Regions from separate parts of the Mus musculus genome. Here region 1 is linked to region 2. Evidence: chromatin contacts called from public ChIA-PET data. All regions are on one chromosome and are shown on one strand. Each heading gives the region's core, a stretch centred on a gene start, on an enhancer-like site or on the middle of the called end of the contact. The rest is flanking DNA. Distances are from core to core; before and after follow the strand shown.

Region 1 (4,512 bases), core at 931-3,430, 150 kb before region 2:
AAGAGCCTTCACTCCTCCTCTGAGGGAGAAGACCAGGAAAGCCGGGCTTACTCTTCTGCACCTGTCCTCTCAAGCTGTTTGAAATGTCCTTGGCTGGGTCATACGAGCACTGAGGACCTCCCGCCCCTGTTGTTATCATGAGGATGATGCAACTGATCTAAGCAGAGTGTGGTGTCTGCCAGACCCTACACTTGGAACTTCGTGTATTCATTGCACTCATTCCACACAGCGCCTTTTAAAGTTGGCTTTACTCTCCCCATTCCACAGAGGAGAAAACTGAGGCCTTGAGGGGTTTAATCCCTGTTCAACATCGCCCAGCTGCCAGAATCGGACACCACTGTTGTGTTTTATAAAGAAATAAGGAGAGAAGAAATATGTTTGGTGGAGGTGAGGTAAGGTATGGGGGAAGAGAGTGCCTCTGTGGGCCCATGCTGAGGCATTCCGAAGCTGAGAGAGAGAGAGAGAGAGAGAGAGAGAGAGAGAGAGAGAGAGAGAGAGAAGGGTAGAGGCTGGTCATGAGCACTTGGAGAGAGAGGGGGAGGGGAATGGAGAGGGGGGGGGGTAAGGGACAAGAGGACAGAGCAAGAGCAAGAAGGCAAGAGAGAGAGGAGAGAGAGGAAGAGGCCAAGCAGCCCCTTTTATAGTGAGTCAGTCACACCCGGCTGTTGCCAGGTAACCATGGGGCGGAGCCTAGTCTAAATGCCAACGCACCCCTCCCAAAGCCCCTGTAGCTTCGGCTACCCACCAGCCTCCACCGCTGCTCTCTCCTAACAGACCAACTAAAAGGTGAAATTACAGCGAAGGAGGAGGAAGAGGTGTTACAGAGAGGCAAGAATGTTCCGAATAACTTTTTTTAAATGAATTGTCTTGAGAGGCATTAGGAAGCATGGAATTTTGAGTTGGAGCGACGCGATGAAGACATTTCGGCTGTGTTACGCTGCGGATAGGGTTGACGGACCCGGGCTGGGAATGAATTCACCAAAGACATTGGAGTGAGGAAATGGTTTATTAGATGCAGTGACACAGCACAGCAGGGAAGAATTCAGGGGCCGAGTCTACACAGCATCCCAAGGGGCTCCTTTTATGAGAGGGGAGCTTCTAGGGATTCATTCAGGAGGTGTCTCAATGTCCTGGTGTCCTGTGATAATTGTGTCTGGGGCTTTCGGTAGTTAGTGATGTCCTAGCCTTGAGACAATGATAGTGTTGTCCTGCATCAGAAACAGCTCAGCACAACTGAACCGGTATCCTGGTGTCCCTATTCTGCAGCTAGGGCTTGTGTGTGACAAACACTCTGAGGGGACAATGGCCCTGTTTGGAGACAGCAGTGGCCGTGCTCTCAGCCCTGCTTGCTCCAAGGCAAGCCATCTTGTTCTATGACTAGAATGGTTCAGCACAGCACCTCCTTTTCCCCAGAACACTGCCAATGGGTTAAATCGTATTATAAAAGGCAAAATGTATATCTGAAGCATGAGAAACTGCCTGCGTTATCTGTTGCTGTGTATCAAATTACTCGAACATTTAGTTAGACAGTGTGTGTGTGTGTGTGTGTGTGTGTGTGTGTGTGTGTGTGTGTGACCTCACGGTTTGTAATGGCAAGGAATTTTGGAATATCTTAGCTAGGTGCTTCTGACTCAGGGCTACTCGTGAGGTCCAAGCTGTCAGACAGGAAGTCTGTCATCAAGCCCAGATCTGTTTCTGAGCTCATGCACAGGACGATGAAAGAAGGTGTTAGTCCCTGCCACTTGGGCCTCTCCATAGGTTGCTTGAGACTTGGCAATGGCTGCAAGCCATATATTCTGCCTAAAACTGTGTAACTGTCAGGGTACAGAGAGCAGACACAAAGGTGACTAGTGGAAGGGAGATGCCACATGAGGCCATCTTGCAGGCTGGCTACATGGCTGCTCTGTCCAAGGAAAAACTAACAGGAGACTGTTTTCTTCTGTGAATGTGGCAGTGTTGTTCAGCATACACCCCAGCCCTGCTTCTGAACTGAATACTGAAATGTTCGGAAGCAGAAAAGCTACGTGGAGAGATCGCTCAGTTGGTAAAGGGTGAGCATGAGGGCCTGGGCTCACTCCTTAGAACCTGTGTAAAAAAAATTCCCAGTGTGGTGGCATGCGCTTAAATCTCAGCACTGAGAAGTCAGGGACAGGCAGGCCTCTTTGGGTCAGGGACAGGCAGGCCTCTTTGGATCAGGGCCAGCTGGCCAGGCCTACGGCAGAGCTCATGCCAGGGAGAGACCTTGTCTCAAAAACATCAACAAGAAAAAAAATAAAACAGACATGATGAGCAGCTCCCAGGAACAAATGATACCTGAGGTTGACCTCTGACCTCTGACCTCCGCAGGCACATGCACACACACACACATATATATATATATACATGCACTCACACACAAGTGTGTGTAATGAGAGTTTGGGTTTCTTTAAAAACCCCAGTTGTATGACTATGTTTTTGTTTTAATCCCAAGTGTGGACTATGGGGCTGCTTCAGTTTGTCCACAGCCATTAAGTAGGATTATCTCGTGTTGGGGGTGGGGGTGATGGCAAGATTTTTGCCAGCTGCAGATAGTTGAATTCTGGGGACTCTAGAGAGAATATAAATGAGAGAGCCTGAGAGGGTCTTCGGCAGTGGCTGCTGCCCCCGCGGATGCCCCTCCAGGTGCTGCCCTCACTGTGTTTGCTATTGCTAGGTTGCTGGATATTTTAACAATGAAGAGTGGACTTGTCCCAAGAAATACAATGACCACAATCAGCAGGACGTAGCCTACAGAGGTCTATGCCCCCCTTCTGCTCTAACCTTCGTTCTCACCTACCTAGTGTTTGGGAACTGGAAGGGATTGGGATAGAAAAGGGGTTGGGGAAGTAGAGGTATAAGAACCCAATAAAATAATAAAAATGAATACACCAACTGTGGGGTGGGGTGGGGTGTTGTATATGCTTGGTCCAGGGAGTGGCACTATTAGTAGGTATGGCCTAACCTACCACAGACCAGAAGTAGGGGGAAAAGAAGGATAATAGGAAAAGGGAGTTGTGGACCTGTTTAAAAATAGTTCCTTGGGGGCGATTCTACTCTTTGTTGTCAGGATACCAGCGGTCCAGTTCAATAGCAAACACCAAACATGAATCAATAGTAGTGGTATGATCCAGCAGAAACAGCAAGGATCCGCCAAATCCAATTGGCAGGAGTCAGTGGAAGTGGCCAGAATTAACCATAACAACACAAGAAGTTCTTTGGTGCATTTCTCTCTATGAAGTAAAGACCAGCAAAAACACAGGAAGACCAGGGAAGACCAGCAAAGACTAGGGAACACCAGGGAAGAAGTGAAGAAGCCAGAATCGACACCAATGAAGACCAGGGAAGATCAGAGAAGACCACTGAAGAAGCAAAGCAGCAAGGCCAGCAAAGACCAGTGAAAAGGCTAAGAAGCAAGAAACAAGACCAGCAAAGAAGTGAAACGTTGATGGTACATCAATGCAAGAGCTTCCTCCTGCTGATGGCGGGTTCCATTTGTATTCTTTCTAACCATCACACACCCTCTCAAGTGTCTGTTTCCAGCAAGACATCACATACCCTCTCACAAGACAGCTTCTGGAAAAACATGATGTGACACAACTGACTTGTTAACAAAACCAGAAATTTCCACTTCAGGAGGGAAGAGGAGGGGAGGGAAGACAGGGTTTATCTGGATAAAGTCAAGTTTAGGAATCCCTGAAGAATTAGAGAAAACAGTTTCTTCGTTTATCTCCTTGCCCCTGGGATGCAGGATTGAGGAGAGATGCGTGAGTGTGACCGCCAGTGTGTTTAGGTGGCTGCTACCCACGCTCTCCCCAGGCTACCTCCCACTCCCAAAGCACAAACAAATGGACTAACGTCATTCCCTAGTCCTGAAAGTAAATACTGCTCTCAGTGATTCTCTAGTGGTTCCTACTGTCCCTTGAGGTCAGGACAATGTTCTGCAAGAATGGAAGAGGGACAGGGCCCTACACAGAAGCAGAATGGGACTGCTCAGTAGACCTCTGTTCTGTGGCCAAGACCTCCTAGGCTGTGGCCTGGCTTCCCTGGCTAAGCTGGAGCCACAGTGAGTTCCCAGAGGCCAGAGCCCCATGATTCCTCTAATCCGGAATCATACAGTCCTCTTACTGCTACAGGCTGCAGTTTCCCTGAACCTTTGTGTCGGCTTCCGCATCTGAACCGTCACCTACCTCGACACCACAACCCCTCAAAGCCCCCGCCACGATCTGAAATATGTTCATTTTTTTCTTTGCTTTCTGTTGCTCCCCCACAATCATGCCATTAGAATATTTTCCAGGAACCACAATAACAACACTTCCAGGCCTTTGATAAATATTTGTCGACACAGATGTTCCTTTCATTGAGCCATTCTCCATATCTCCTCCGTCCAGTCTCGCCTTTCACCTCTGCCATCTTGGTTCAAGACCTCCATCTTCTGAGCCATGTAGTTTCTCCAAGGTTTTTTTTTTTAACTAAAAATAATTTCTTTCTCACACA
Region 2 (4,311 bases), core at 652-3,151:
TGTCTCAGTAAATTTTCCTACCACATGGTTGACCGCTCACGTCGAGGAGGGAAAGAGGCCAAATCCACAATTACTACCCATTTGTAAATCAAATGGAAAATAATACCATGCAAATTAGCACTGGCTCATAGGCCAACGACTGGAAAAAATTTAATCTGGGTGGATCACAAGGAAATTTGCCTACACACCACAAAGCAAAGCAAAACAAAACCAAACAAAACATAAAAGCATGCCCGCCTGTGGCTAGCCCCTCCATTGAGATACCATTCTCTATCAATATGCATGTGAAACAGGCAGCAAGGCACAGTTCTTTGTTGAAAACAGATATATCGATTAACCCTTGATTGCTGGGGAATTCCAGGGTGTGTATATTTAACCACCTGAGTCTTCTTGGTCTGCTCAGAGTATTGTCTTTAAAGCATGTTTCTGCTTTCTGTGCTCAGAAAACTCACAAAGGAAAGAGAGGATTCACATCCATCCACATCAATGCTATTGACTAAAAATGGTGTGTGTGTGTTTATATGTTATGAGTATGTATGTATTAGGTATATGTATGTGTATGTAAATATGCATATGTATATATGTATACATATGTGTGTATGTATATGTGAATGCATATGTGTATATGTGTATGTTTACATGCCATGTGTATATGTGTGCATATGTGTTATGTATATGTGAATACATATATATGTATGCATGTACATACGTATATGTTTACATGTCATTTGTATATGTGTGTATGTATGTGTATGTATATGTGAATGCATGCATATGTATGCATATGTGTATATGTGTATGTATATGTAAATGCATGCATATGTATGTATATGTGTATGTGTGTATGTTTACATGTATATATGTATGTATGTATATGTGAATGCATGCATATGTATGCATATGTGTATATGTGTATGTTTACATGTGTATATGTGTGTATGTATATGTATATGTGAATGTGTGCATATATATGCATATGTGTATATGTACATGTGTATTTGGAAGCTTTGTGTATATGTGTATGAATATATGCATGTGCGTATGAGTGTATGTCTGTGTGTATATATAAGCATATGTGTGTATGGGTGTGCAACATGTAGTTACTTATTTTGGGATTGCACAATTAAAGGGTAAACTACAATTTGACATTTAAAGACATCAACACTCCATCTAGTGAGTTTCAGTGTCTTGTCAGTATGCCTGTTAGGCTGGGGTAAACCTGACAACTAAATGTTCTCTGATACAGATTTACATTTAAAAAAAGCAATTAAGTACCATTTTAAATTTCTGCTGTACAGAAGATATACAGTGTATGGGGCCCTGAGGAAGACATTTATGCTGTCTATGGAAAAATATTAAGTTGCTCAGAGTCTAAAATTCATCCCAGCAGCTCTTGGGCTGTCATCGGAGGATTAAGTGCTTTGCTTATTTCCTCATGATTCCGTGGCTCTAGTCCAGGGTTTCCAACCTCAGTATTACTGACCCCTGGGGCCAGATAATCTCCTGTGGGGGGACTTTGTCCATTGCATCCTAAGGTTGTTCCCACCATCTCTCAGCACTTGCCACCCCAGGGTCTCCAGGCATGGCCAACTGTTCCTTGAAGAGCGAAATAACTCCTTGCTGAGCCCCAAAGGCCTGTTCAGAGGAAGCAACCGTCAAATGAAAAGCAGCAGCCTGTGGCTGTGAAGCCCTGCTCCGTGAAACAACGCATCACAGTGAGGCTGAGCAGCTCCTTGGGCTGGTGGTATTCACAGTTCCCGTTCACAGTTCACATTTCTGAATGGACGTTGTATACAACTCCTGGGATTTCAGAAAGAAGTGTTCTCTAAGCAGGAGGCTTCCTTTCAGGACTTCTCTGAACTTTGACTTGTCTTCTGCGCACAAAAACTCACCCACAAGGTCAAAGTTCAGCTTCTCTTTGCATAGTTGTTTGCCATGGACCAGTGATATTTATTAACCATTTCTGTCCTTAGCTCCACACCCAGGACTAGAATGTAGGAAAGCAGCCTGGCTAGAAAGGATCTGCGGTCCCTATTGTGACTCTGGAAACCCCTTAGACCAGGGGGTCCTGTCCACGTTTTCCTACAGAATGTACAGATATCTACCTACATCTCAGGTGATCAATCTACATGCTGCAGTAGAGGGAAATCTTAACACCAGCTCCTGAGATGTCTCTTCTAGCTTGCCATGGTCATCTCCTTCAATCTAGGAGCCAGCTAGACCCGAATCTGTGAGGCAGCAGTCCGTGTCTGTGCAAAATTAGTGAGTCCTGCCACGTTGATAAACCATGAGAAAAAGTCACACCTGGATTCCCAAGGACCTAGGATTCCTGACTTTAAGATTTCTGTATTGGTTAAAAGTCCCTTTGTTTTCGGTTCCTAACTGGCATCTTCTATGATACTCTCAAACAGATGTAAGATTTAATTGAAGCCTAAGTACTGTCCTCGCTGCGATGCATTTATGGTTTCCTTATAGCAGAATGCGTTTGGGAATTCAGCACACGACTAAGTGAAGCCTTGGGAACTCTTACGGAAATGGAATCCCATCCCTCAAGAGATTTTTCCCCCATGGTTTGGAACTGGATAGAAACTCGTCTGCACAGCTAATGACGAGTAACTTAGAGGGTAATTTGCTCTATGCACAGCTCTTTACCAAGTGCTGAAGAGGATCCAAGCCAGAGTCACGTCCTCAAGAACTTTAGAACTTAGTTGAGAAGGTGACACATGGCCGAACCTTTCACTCCGGCCCTGTTTTTGCTTTCTGATGCTATAGCCTTGTGACTGATAACACTGAGTTTAGAGCAAAATGAATTTTTGCCTGGGTGGCTCCCTGCCTCCTTCCTGCCTTCCTGTTTAGGATCCCAGGACTAAGGTTCTTCCACAGACCCTAGCCTTGATGATGGGAAAGGGGGTGCCCAATTTATCCCTCCACCAGCCAATGGCACCTCTTGGAATCGCTCAAAGATGCATGTATGTGTCTAGGACATGAGCTGTGGTCCAAATAGTTAGAAAATAATTAAGGTATTTCACCCAACTCCTCCCCCCAGGGAATCTCAGGGTAAGTAGGTCTGTGCTAACAAACAGTTTGGTAAATAGTGACCTTAGTGACACATTGCTGCCCTGGCACACAATTTCAAGAGTTACGCTTGAGCAGATTTTGCATCGTTGCTCCTGGAAGTGAGGTTGTGGCAAGATGCCAGCTGGAGAGTAGTGACCTCAGCAGAAATGACGGAAGACCTTCCCGTGATCAGCTTAGTCCTTCCTGACTCGGGGTGGGGGGAGAGGGGGGCCTAGAGAGTGGTAGGAGATGATACCATGGAAAGAAGGGAGGATGAAGGGGAAGATGTCTGGAGATTTTAAACACAGAGCTTAGATAAGGAAGGAAAAAGTAACACACATATACATATGTGTATATACATGTATATATACATATATACACTTGTATATCGTATACACACATATATGTATGTATAAGAGTCTCCTTGGGATATGTTAGAGCAATGATTTTAAATCAGAGAAGCCATGGGAAGATTCTGTAAGAGGCAAGTGCCTGAAGGCACATTTCACATAGTTGATTTGGGTGAGATCCAGGGTGAAAGATTGGCCTCATTAAAAAAAAAATCCGTTAAGAGGCTCATCAGTAGCCTAGGTGCCAGGAAGAAATGCAGCTCGGTTGGCACAGCGCTTGCCAGGGATGCACGAGTCCCTGAGTTCAATGCCCGGCACCATACAAACCTGAACACAGGGGTGCACACCTTGGCTACATGGCAAGTTTGGAGCCAGCGTGAGGTACATCTGACTCTGTCTCAAGCAAAAGAAAAAAAGAGGCTGTTATCGAACTTGGGGTCACAATCTGTGCCCATAGTTAGGTTGAGCCACCCCTCCTCGATAAGCCAATTTAAAAAGCCAAATTAAAAATGAAAAGCAAGAATTGTGGCCACATTTGAAAGAAGGACAAGGAAAGCCAGTGACCCCCTTGTGTTCATCTGTGTCCTGAAATGAGATTAAAGTTCAAATTTTTTTTTTTTAGATTTTTTTTTCTATTTTTATTTTATATGTATGGGTGTCTACCTGCATGTTTGTCTGTGCATGGGTGGATACAATACCCATGGAGGACAGAAGAGGGCGCCAGATATCCTGGAACTAGAGTTCAAGACGGTAGAAAACCAACATGTGGGTGCTGAGAATCAAACCTGGCTCCTCAGGGTGAGCAACCAATGTTCCTAACCACTGAGCCACTTCTCCAGCCCTGAGATCAAACTTAAGTAGAGGGCCAAGAAGGTGTGTGTCTAAGCAGTTCTGGTAAAGGTGT

What was found. ChIA-PET counts read pairs in DNA pulled down with a chosen protein or histone mark.
Region 1: an H3K27ac ChIA-PET map of liver shows a contact between it and region 2, with 7 times the contacts expected there. The contact joins two enhancer-like sites. A contact is called at or near these places in 5 of 39 promoter capture datasets (the SN4741 cell line, cranial neural crest, embryonic stem cells and 2 more), 1 of 15 datasets of contacts at CTCF or cohesin (the NIH/3T3 cell line), 16 of 484 Hi-C or Micro-C datasets (the Ba/F3 cell line, the G1E-ER4 cell line, bone marrow-derived DN3 thymocytes and 11 more) and 10 of 115 datasets of contacts at active chromatin or transcription factors (DN3 thymocytes, T-cell acute lymphoblastic leukemia, bone marrow-derived macrophages and 7 more).

The regions. Positions count from the first base shown.
Region 1 is chr11:109,849,914-109,854,425 of GRCm38.p6, reverse strand. No RefSeq gene overlaps it. Among named protein-coding and RNA genes, the nearest start is that of 1700023C21Rik, 6.3 kb to the right of the region's middle. Within about 2 kb of position 2,180, at least 17 of the 459 cell types and tissues checked have an H3K27ac peak or open chromatin away from gene starts, as enhancers often do. A contact at or near this core is called in liver, where this site is marked.
Region 2 is chr11:109,699,796-109,704,106 of GRCm38.p6, reverse strand. All of the region lies in intron 1 of Fam20a (family with sequence similarity 20, member A), which reads left to right. The region is part of intron 1 of LOC105243553 (a long non-coding RNA gene); the gene reads right to left. Among named protein-coding and RNA genes, the nearest start is that of Fam20a, 20 kb to the left of the region's middle. Within about 2 kb of position 1,901, at least 10 of the 459 cell types and tissues checked have an H3K27ac peak or open chromatin away from gene starts, as enhancers often do. A contact at or near this core is called in liver, where this site is marked.